Linked DNA regions of Mus musculus: region 1 is linked to region 2. A link is a contact called in public HiChIP or PLAC-seq data. All regions are on one chromosome and are shown on one strand. Each heading gives the region's core, a stretch centred on a gene start, on an enhancer-like site or on the middle of the called end of the contact. The rest is flanking DNA. Distances are from core to core; before and after follow the strand shown.

Region 1 (5,106 bases), core at 1,160-3,659, 220 kb before region 2:
TGTATGTATATATACATATATGTGAGTGTGTTTTAATAGACTAAGGCTGTGTCTCACAAAACCAATAAATAAATACAAACCAAGAACTAAATATTTAAACATTGTTAACATCTAAAATGAAGGATACATAGCATGTATATGCAATTTATATTGCTATAAGCACCAGAGACTTGTCAAAATCTGCATTCAAAAAATCATTGCTAAGCCCTGTTTTGTGATATACCCTTCCACCAAAATGTGACTATGGAACGAAAGTGGAGATCGGGGAGAAGTGTCTCTCTCCAAGCAGAGTGTTCAGAGGCAACAGAGGCAACACTTGAACCCAGCCCTCTAAAGGCAAAGGCATTCTACCTGGCGATAGCCAGGTAGCACAAGGGGCCAAAGAAGAGCAGCCCACCCATTTACATTGTCTTAGCTTTGGAGTGTAATTCAGTACTTGGAAAGGGGAGTCGGCAGAACCAGGAATTCAAAGTTATCCTCAGCTACCTAGCAAATACTAGCAAAGCTTGGGGTACACTAGACCTCAACTCAAACAAACGAAGCATATGCATTCTTTATGGTACTTTTGTATAGTTCAGTCACTACATTTTTGAAGTACAATTTTTCTGACAGTCTCATCAGATATAGACAGATGTTGGAGTCACTGTTCTTTCTCAATATACATAATACTAAAAGCACACATGTGTATGTGAACACACTCACAGAGAGAGCTGTGGAGTCACTCAGATCTTACACAAGTGTTCACTTTCTGAGAAGTCATGGGTTCTCCCCGCTAAAGTAGAAATATCAGAATCACCCAGAAAATGGTGGGCTCAGCTAATGCAGAGTTCTTACACAAAGTTTGAGGTTTATGGCGATTGCTCCTATAAACATTTTCTTAATGTAAGCAAAATATTAATCTCATCTATTTTCTAAATGTTTATTGCACAGAATTAGATGACAGCTTTGCATCAAACTATCTGGAATGTTTACATAGTTCCTATTATATAGCAGTAGACCATAAAAAATATTGTTCAATACTTTAGAAAGTTAAATTCATTGGCACTTATTCAACTAAATAATTAAAAAATATATGCTTATGAGCCCTACAATATAGGAATTGACACATATTTGAATATTTTTATTTCTTGAATTTTCTTTAGTGGTGTTTTGAGATAGAGTCTTACTCTATAGCCCAGGTTACTCTCAAACATGTAACAGTCTTCCGAGGTCCTAATGTTGAATTTTAGGAGTGAAGAAGCCCTATACACAGCCAGTTCTTTTTTTTTTTTTTTTCTATTTTTTTTTTTTTACCAGTTCTTTAATCTTAAATATGGCTGCAAGTCTGAGGAGATAACTTAGTGGTTGCAAGCACATCCAGTTCTTGACAGGTCCACAGTTCATCTCCTGGCACCCATATAGGGCAACTCACCCATATAGGGCAACTCACACCCATCTGTAACTCCAGTTCCAGGGTGTTTGATGCCCTTCTTGACTCCACAGGCAAATGCACTCATGTGTAAACCTTCCCGCACATACATATATCCATAATAAAAATATTTCTTTTTAAAAAATCAGTACAGGGGCTGGTGAGATGTATTAGTGGGTAAGAACACTGACTGCTCTTCTGAAGGTCCTGAGTTCAAATCCCAGCAACCACATGGTGGCTTACAACCACTCATAATGAGATCTGACGCCCTCTTCTGGTGTGTCTGAAGACAGCTACAGTCTACTTACACATAATAATAAATAAATCTTTTTTTAAAAATCGAGTACAATTTTAATGTACCTTTAAGGTTTGGAGTTTTTCAGTCCTGAGTGTGTGTGGTTGATATTTTCTCATTTCTTCCTCCAGGAAAACACTGATTCTCAGAAGAAACCTTACATGCTCTGTCATAAGTCACAGCACAAGTGATGACAGGGCTGGCTGGCTGGCTTAGCCTCCAAAAGTACTTGTCTCCAGGGCTAATGACCTCAGTTGGCTCACCAGAACCCTAGGTGAAAGGAGAACAACATTGACTCTACAGAGATAGTCTTTGACCTGTATACACATGACGTGGCACAGCTGCAATTGTGTTTACACACACACACACACACACACACACACACACACACACTAATTAATTAATTAATTAGTTAGTTAGTTAGTTAGGTTGTTAAAGGAGAGATTATAGGACAGACTGGGCCACCCTTACTATTTACATTATGTACATTCAACATCACTTTTGGCCTACTCCCAAATCCTGTGTTCTTACGCCTCTCATCTCTCGGTCTTTTTGTATGTTTGTTTGTTTTGTTTTGTTTCTTTTTTAACCTTTTTAAAAAAACAAACAAAAAAACAAAAAAACCGTCCAGTCACTGTTTGCTTGCTCCACTCTGTGATTTTCTCACCAGCTTTCTCCATTTAATCCAATCCAACTACCATGGACTCTGTCCTAAGGTGAAAGGATTAACTGTTTGGGCTGCAGAGTTGATCCCCACTGTCATCCATGTCTTCCTGGTGGGCATTTGGAGCAAGTTCCTCCAATTCAAAATCTGGAAAGTTTACTGTGCAACTCTGGGATTCTTCAGTTTAAAAGGGGAGGGGGGCGCAGTCCCCTTGTTCCCATTAGAAGAGTCTGTCTGTGAAGTCTTGTTTTGCAATGAGCACCATGTGGGAAGAAAGAGCAGGTTCAGAGCATCATAATAGGCACAAAAATAGGGCCAATTTTCACATTACAGATCTAAATTGGAAAGGAAGGAAATAAAGACATCAGTGGATAAAATTAATGTAATTGGAGAATACTGTAGTCAGAGTATTTGTTTGCTCTAATCTTGTACACGATATAAAAATGTTGCTGCAATGGAGCCCAGCTGCAAGTAATCACAGTGAGGCCCAAGGAAATCAACAGAGATGGTCTGCTAGAGAGGCGGCTGCCTACGGAGCTTTTCCTTGGAGGAAAATAGACACTCCCCAGCAATACTGTGTGAAGAATGAGTTGCAGCTCTGAGAATCCCTATACCTGCACTAAGGCACTGCTGATGGAAAGCGTGAATAGCTCCACAATCTTCATTTCCATGGCAGAGGTATCATATTGTATAATGATGGGCCCCATCATCCAGAGGACCTTGAGTATGGAGACCCTTTTTAAGTGTGTCTGTACATAATGGAGAAGGGATCCCATCTGTTAGTGTCTCAGAGAGTCTGGGAACAAGTGATCTTTTCTTTATATTTAAGTCATTTACTTATTTTCTTCCAAACTTGAATACAGCAAAGCCAGCATCATAAATGTGATGCCAACACACAGATTTCAACTGGAGGATCAACTGTATATTCCTACTTCTTTGCAAATGGATTCAAGAATGAATTAGCCTTAGTTATGAACATCTTGCTATTAAGTAGGAAAGCCCATTATTATTGTTTCGTAAATGTCCCTCAAAGGCCCATGAATTGAACGATTCTTAGGTTCAGGTGCTTTTGGAAGGTAGAGGAACCTTTGAGAAGGACGTACATTAGGGAAGGGGACTCAGTCAGGGAAGTTGGATCACTAGAGGTGACCTTAAAGGGGATCATGGATATTGGTTTCTTCCTGTTTCTCTTTGTACTGGCTAGTTTTGTGTCAACTTGACACAGCTGGAGTTATCACAGAGAAAGGAGCATCAGCTGAGGAAATGCCTCCATGAGATCCAACTGTAAGGCATTTTCTCAATTAGTGATCAAGAGGGAAAGTCCTTTATGGGTGGTGCCATCTCTGGGCTGGTAGTCTTGGGTTCTATAAGAGAGCAGGCTGAGCAAGCCAGGGGAGGCAAGCCAGTAAAGAACATCCCTCCATGGCCTCTGCATCAGCTCCTGCTTTCTGACATGCGTGAGTTCCAGTCCTGGCTTCCTTGGTGATGAACAGCAGTATGGAAGTGTAAGCTGAATAAACCCTTTCCTCCCCAACTTGCTTCTTGGTCATGATGTTTTGTCCAGGAATAGAAACCCTGACTAAGACACTCTTCATACTTCCTGGTCAGAGTGAAGCAGGCAGCATACATAGATCCACTGTGTACTCGGCACCAGACTGTGCTTGCCTCCTCTTGGACTAAAACCAGAAAAGCTACTTGGTGAGGAACTAAAATATTCCAACCCCAGATAATTCTTTCTTACTCTTTAATTTGATTATCATGGGTACTTTGCTACTGTGATAAAAAAAAAATAACATATTCATTTCTATTCTAGTAAAACCTGTGTCTTTCTAGGCATAATTTTTGTAGAAGAGTGAACACTGACTCCTGACTGTGTGTGGGTTTGCCCATGGAAGGGATTGTCTCTCTCTTGGCATAAGGAGACATTCTTGGTTTCCACAGACGAAGTGATACTTGCTGCCTGAGTCACCAATCATTATCCAATATTTAACAAGAGAATGTCAGTAATTTGTTTTGCTTTTGAGCGATACTCTTCTGTAGCTCAGGCTGTCTTAATACTTGAAGTATAGACGAGGCTGACTTTCAACTACTGACCCTCTTGCCTCTAGCTTCCAAGTACTGGACTGCAGTCATGTGAAAGAGTATAGTTTTGATCATACAGCATTAACTTGAAGTAAAGTCAGATGTCAAATTTGCGGGGCTCTTAAACATAAAATATAACATTTCTGTTTACTATTGCCTGTCCTCACAGTCCCAGATGGGACACCCTTAGTCTCATGTGAATCAGAACACACTTCATACAGAGTGTCTGCCACATGTTCTTTGCAGAACCATTTATAACTTGAAAGCAGCCTAAAGCCATTGGACGACATTTGATCATGTGACCCATTCCAAAATGCAATATCAAGGAAAAACTTGTCCTCTGTCTTGCTAGTTCATTTTTCATGGGCAAGCATCAGCACTCTTTGAGGGCTCAGTATTCATTTTTGAATAAGTACTTGACAAGTTTCTATGAGGAATTTTAAGTTTGAGAATCATTTGCTTAACAGATGTCAGGACACTCCTAGAAATTTGCTAAGATTTACAAGTTCTTATATAGTTATTTGCATTTATAAAATGATTTAAGAATCCATTTTTAGTGCCTTGGCTGTTTTTTTCAATTGTGTGTGTGTGTGTGTGTGTGTGTGTGTGTGTGAGAGAGAGAGAGAGAGAGAGAGAGAGAGAGAGAAAGAAAGAGGA
Region 2 (5,108 bases), core at 1,147-3,646:
TGAATCAATGATCACATGCCATGTTCAGAGACAGGATAGGCTTATCTGGCCTAATTAGCTCTCCTTGGGAAGGCAGGGTGGGAGAATAACCTTGACTGAGATGGGTTAGCGACTGACTGCTCTGACAGCGTGTTTTGTGAAAGTTTTCTGGACACACTGAGAGGCAGTGACACGAGGAGCACAGTCCTTTGGTCCCAAGGAGCACCAAAATGCGGAGTGCTGATGGAGGACCAAAGGCACTGAGCCATGCCTAACACACTAAACAGGAAGAAATAAGATGTCACAGGGGATCGGTAACCAAGGAGGGAGTCTACCTAGGTACCTGGAACAATAAGTGCCCGGGTTATTTTAGAAATGCAGACAGGATCAGAAATGTTTCCCAGATCACATGCAGATCAGAAAGCAGTATAGACAGCCCAGCCAGAAGGTCATGTCAGGGGTGGACACTGAACTCTGCCAAACTCTGATAAAGAGAAGAGCACATGAATATGGAGCAACTGCTCAGGTGCTCTTTATTCCCAGCCCTCAAGAGGAAACGACTTCTCTTGTGATTTTAATTATATTTACATGAACATACATGTAAAGGGCAAAGCAAATCATATTCAGGAATTTTTGTTTATAGCATATATATGATATATGTACATATAAATATGTATGTATGTGTGTGTGTATATATATATATATATATAAACACATAGAGAGACAGAGAGAGACAGAGACAGAGAGACAGAGACAGACAGAGACAGAGAGACAGAGACAGAGAGAGACAGAGAGACAGAGAGAGACAGAGACAGAGAGACAGAGAGTACATCCTTGGAGTTTTTACTAAACTTTGAGCAAGTTTAAAAGTTGAGCAACTCCCTTCTTTTATTTTTTTCTTCTTGCTTTCTGAAAATATGCTAGTCCTAATCACATATTAGACTGCATCTCATACCTACATGTAATAATATGATTTCAAAGAGGCACCTTAAACTATTATTGACTTTGCATTTTCTCAAGATTTTTGGCCAGGCTCGGTGGTTCACATCTTTAATCCCAACAATGGAGAAGTAGAGGCAGATGGATCTTTGTGAGTTTGAGGTTAGCCTGGTCTACACAATGAGATCCTGTCGCAAACAGAAACAATCCACCTCAATATTTCTAATTGTTCCTTAGTGGGTCTGTTGGTTTGTGTGTTGTGTTGTGTGTAGGGTGCTGTATGTATGGTATTATGTGTGTGCACGTGGAAGACTAAGGTCAGCGTCAAATGTCTTTACCCCTAACTTTCTACCTCTATATTTCTAGACAGGTGTGTCTCGTTGAACTTGAAGGTCATGGTGTTGGTGTGCCTGTCTGATAAATAAGCATCAGGGATCTGCCTGTTTCTGTTCCTCCTCCTCCAAGTCTTGGATTTCCCGTAGGTCCTGGAGATCCAGAGCAGGTCCTTGTACACACACCACAGGCTTTGTATTGGCTGAGCCATCGCCTTAGCCTCTCTCGTCGTAACTACCCTTTAATTGGGTTTGAGAGAGAGAATTTAAGATGTTTTCACAGATGTGTTGCAGATAGACAATCCATTACAGACTTGAAAGGGAAAGGGAACTTTTAAAACTGTATCGCAGATGGAAATTTTTAGAAAAATCCTCAATGTGTTGAAAGATAGAATAAATTGAGCAGTAAAAAATAAAATTAGAAGAAAAAAAAGAAAATATAATGCATCCAAGAACATTGAGACATTTAATAAATACAATAATTTAGTTGCCGTACTGGTAGTCTCATTAATAGATAATTATTTGTATCATTATTGTATCACGAAATATGTCTAAAGTACACGTAAGGGTACCGATGAGGGACCGGGACTGGCTTAGTGGATAAAGTGCTTGGTAGTGCAAGTGTGAAGATCTTAGTTCAGATCCCCAGCATCATTTAAAAAAAACTCTGTTCGCTAATTGTGTCTGCAAACTCAGCTCTGGGAGCCTGAGCCAGGAGGATCCTGGGAACTGTCAGTACAGCCAATCAGAGCTCCACGAACAATTGACCTACCCTGCTGTAAACAGTATAGAGCTGTGGAGGAAGACACGTGACGTGGACGGCTCGCCTTCACAGGCTCACGTGGACACCCCGACGCACATGTGGACACCCCGCCCCATACAGTACACGCAAAGACACGTGGATAAGAACGAAAGTGAACTTTCTCTGGTATTTTAGGTCTGAAATTTCTGTCTCTGGAGGCTGAGGGTTGAAGACACTGAGTTTGAAGTCAGTCTGGGTGACAGCAAACAAACAAACAAATAACAACAAGGACAATCTATCTTAGGGAATACGGACAAAGAAGAAAGGAGGGAGGAGGAGGTGAGTGGAGAAGAACAGAGAAAGGAAACGGAAAGAGAAAGAGAAAGCCACGCCCCAGCTTATGACCAGACACCTTAACATCATCCAACACTGAGAATGTCAATGGATTGAAGCTGGCTTTAACCCTTTGCTTAAACATACCCACTACTTGGTTATTTCTTCCTTGCATGCATATCTTTTATTCTGTTTATTCTCTGTAGTTACACCACCGTATGCCTTATATTTTACACGATTTGAGAATTTGTTTTAGTTTCTACATCTGGTTAGAAAGCGAAGACCATCTCTATCCCCGTTTTCTTAGGGCAGAGATTCACTCCTACCTATGGCAGCCAGAAACTCGGTGGACAAAACACAAATATTTGCGGGGCGTTTGTAGCAGAGCCTCTAAACTAGGCAAGGGGAACAGGCTGGGCTTTAGCAGGGGTCCACTTCAATCTGGAATAATTGCTTTAAACGCTGTAAATATTCATTTGATACCATTTGCCACAGAATAAACAATTCCTTACCACTCGCAAACACTTCTGAGGTTTTCAGAATACCAGAAGGATTTATTTACTTCCTGTAAAACAACAGGGGTCCCTAATCCTGTCAACAGATTAGGAGGCTGCCATGGGAGGTTGTTTGTGAAATGCCGCCATCTATGGGAGAGCTGTGTGTACTGCAGGCGAAACCACAAGGCGCCCCACGGCCTCACGACGTGGTTAGCTCAGCAAATGGAGCAGCTCTTAGTCAATAAACAGGAATAAAAATTATACCCCTGGCCAGAAAATACACACTGGAAACTCCAAGCTGGCACTTAACACTGCCACAGCTATTTTTTTGAGGGAAGAAGTGAGTTCTACAGCCGATGTGTCCTCAGGACACTGAGTAGCTTTGATCTATAACTTACTGAAACCCCTCCCCTGCCCCCTCATCTTCACCCCCATTTTAATCCAGAATGTGATGTCATCTTCCACGTACTCACAACCACGTAGGTTTTCTTGGTTAATCAAAGCGGGTTTCACATCTTCCGCTCTGCGTAGCCAGCAATGGAAAACAAACTTAGGTATCCCCATACGTAATTGATACCTATGAGCTGGGGCAATGTACTACCCATGAACACAAGTCAAAGAGATTCCAATCTAGTCTTTCCTACTGTTCATGCGCTCGGAGTCCTTACAGGGACAGCGCAAAGTACATTTTACTGTTCCGAAGAACCTCGGATATTATATGTGTGCTTGGCTTCAATGATAGTTAATGATCACCCAACTCTAGGAACTGACCATTGTCACCCGTGTCCCTATTTGAACAAAAAAAAAAAAAAGAGCTAAACCGAAAGTTAGAGAGACTGAGTGAGACACAATTTTTTTTTCTCTTGCTGTGATAAATACCACAAGCAAAAGCAACACAGGAGGAAGGAAAGGTTTCTTTACTCTCACCAATCTTCCTCATCAGACTTCAGGGTAGGAACTCGAGGTAGGAACCTGGAGGGAGGGACTGAGTGGAGCACATGGAGGAGGGCTGCTTACTGACTTCTGCACTGGCTCATTCAATTTGTTTGTTTATATAACACAGACCACCTGCCCAGGTGAGCTTGTCTCTCCCATGTCAATCATGGTTAATGAAAATACCTCACAGACTTGCCTACAGGCCAATGGGATGAAAGCATTTTCTGAGCGCCCCTCCCCCCGCCCCCTTCCCAGATGAATCAAGCTTGGGTCAAGTTGACAAAAACTAATCAGTACTCTTACATTACTTAAGTTCCCATCAGTTAGCAATAAATATGGGATTTGAACACAATCCGTCTACAGTTATGGAGTAGCCATGAAAATAATGCTGTGGTTTGGGGGTCACCACAACATGAAGAACTGTTTTAAAGGGTTGCAGCCTTAGGGAGGTTGAAACCACTGCTCTGCTCTGGTCTTCAGATGGGGATTAGCGGCCACTCCTTTTCCTTCCTGGTGCCGTGGTAATGAATTTTGAACATTACTCTTTCACCGTGGAGTCCACGCCTTTGGAAACTCACAAGGAGTTTTCTTTGGGTGTGCCTGGGAAGTCTTTGTAGAGTGAATGAATGACACGGTATTCCTTTTCGTTAGACAATATTGCGTGTGAAGCTAGAATTAGACCATCTCCCTGGAATCATCTCCTAGATGTGTGGAAAGCTACAGAGAGAATTGCTCTACACCTCATGAGAAGCGTGGCCTGTCTTATTCAGCTTGGACCACTGTCATAACTTATACAAAACCAGAAAGCTTATGAACAAACAGTTCTCCTGTGTTCTGACCTTGCAGATAAAATCTGGAAGAAGCAGGCTGATCTCATTCTTGAGAGTAGAGCTCTGCTAACCTAGTTATGTCCCATCTCCTACTGGTGTCCTATTGGAGACTCTTAGCCTTCATTATATGAAGTTGGCAGGAAGAGGAATTTTCTGCAATATTGTCTTTTCTAGAACTCAGTTAAGAGTTAATACCCCATGGCAACTAAGATGAATAAACAGGGAAGAAATGGGTTACTCCAATGGCCACAGTGTAGCTGGCACCTACACAGGGTACACATCTGAGAAATGGGTACAAAGGAAGTAAGTGAGACTGTTAAGGATCCCTTTCGGTACCTTTTACAGGTAAGGGCTCAGGGCACAAGGAAAGTTCATTCTTAACATACTTTATTCACAAGTCTACTAGGTGTTCAAGGGAAAGGTTGTGGAATGGTCGGGAACAGAAACATGCTCTTTCAGGGCCACAGCGAAGTAGTGGTTAGCCTCCAGGGGAAAAAAGACAAAAGACCCCACTTCTTGT

The links. HiChIP or PLAC-seq counts read pairs in DNA pulled down with a chosen protein or histone mark.
Region 1: a contact with region 2 is called in an H3K27ac HiChIP or PLAC-seq map of hepatocytes, with 6 times the contacts expected there. The contact joins two enhancer-like sites. A contact is called at or near these places in 10 of 484 Hi-C or Micro-C datasets (embryonic stem cells, liver, nephron progenitors and 2 more) and 1 of 115 datasets of contacts at active chromatin or transcription factors (hepatocytes).

Annotation. Positions count from the first base shown.
Region 1 is chr13:39,661,619-39,666,724 of GRCm38.p6, reverse strand. No RefSeq gene overlaps it. Among named protein-coding and RNA genes, the nearest start is that of Gm32243, 17 kb to the right of the region's middle. Within about 2 kb of position 2,409, at least 3 of the 459 cell types and tissues checked have an H3K27ac peak or open chromatin away from gene starts, as enhancers often do. A contact at or near this core is called in hepatocytes and liver, where this site is marked.
Region 2 is chr13:39,438,954-39,444,061 of GRCm38.p6, reverse strand. No RefSeq gene overlaps it. Among named protein-coding and RNA genes, the nearest start is that of Gm32243, 210 kb to the left of the region's middle. Within about 2 kb of position 2,396, at least 9 of the 459 cell types and tissues checked have an H3K27ac peak or open chromatin away from gene starts, as enhancers often do. A contact at or near this core is called in hepatocytes and liver, where this site is marked.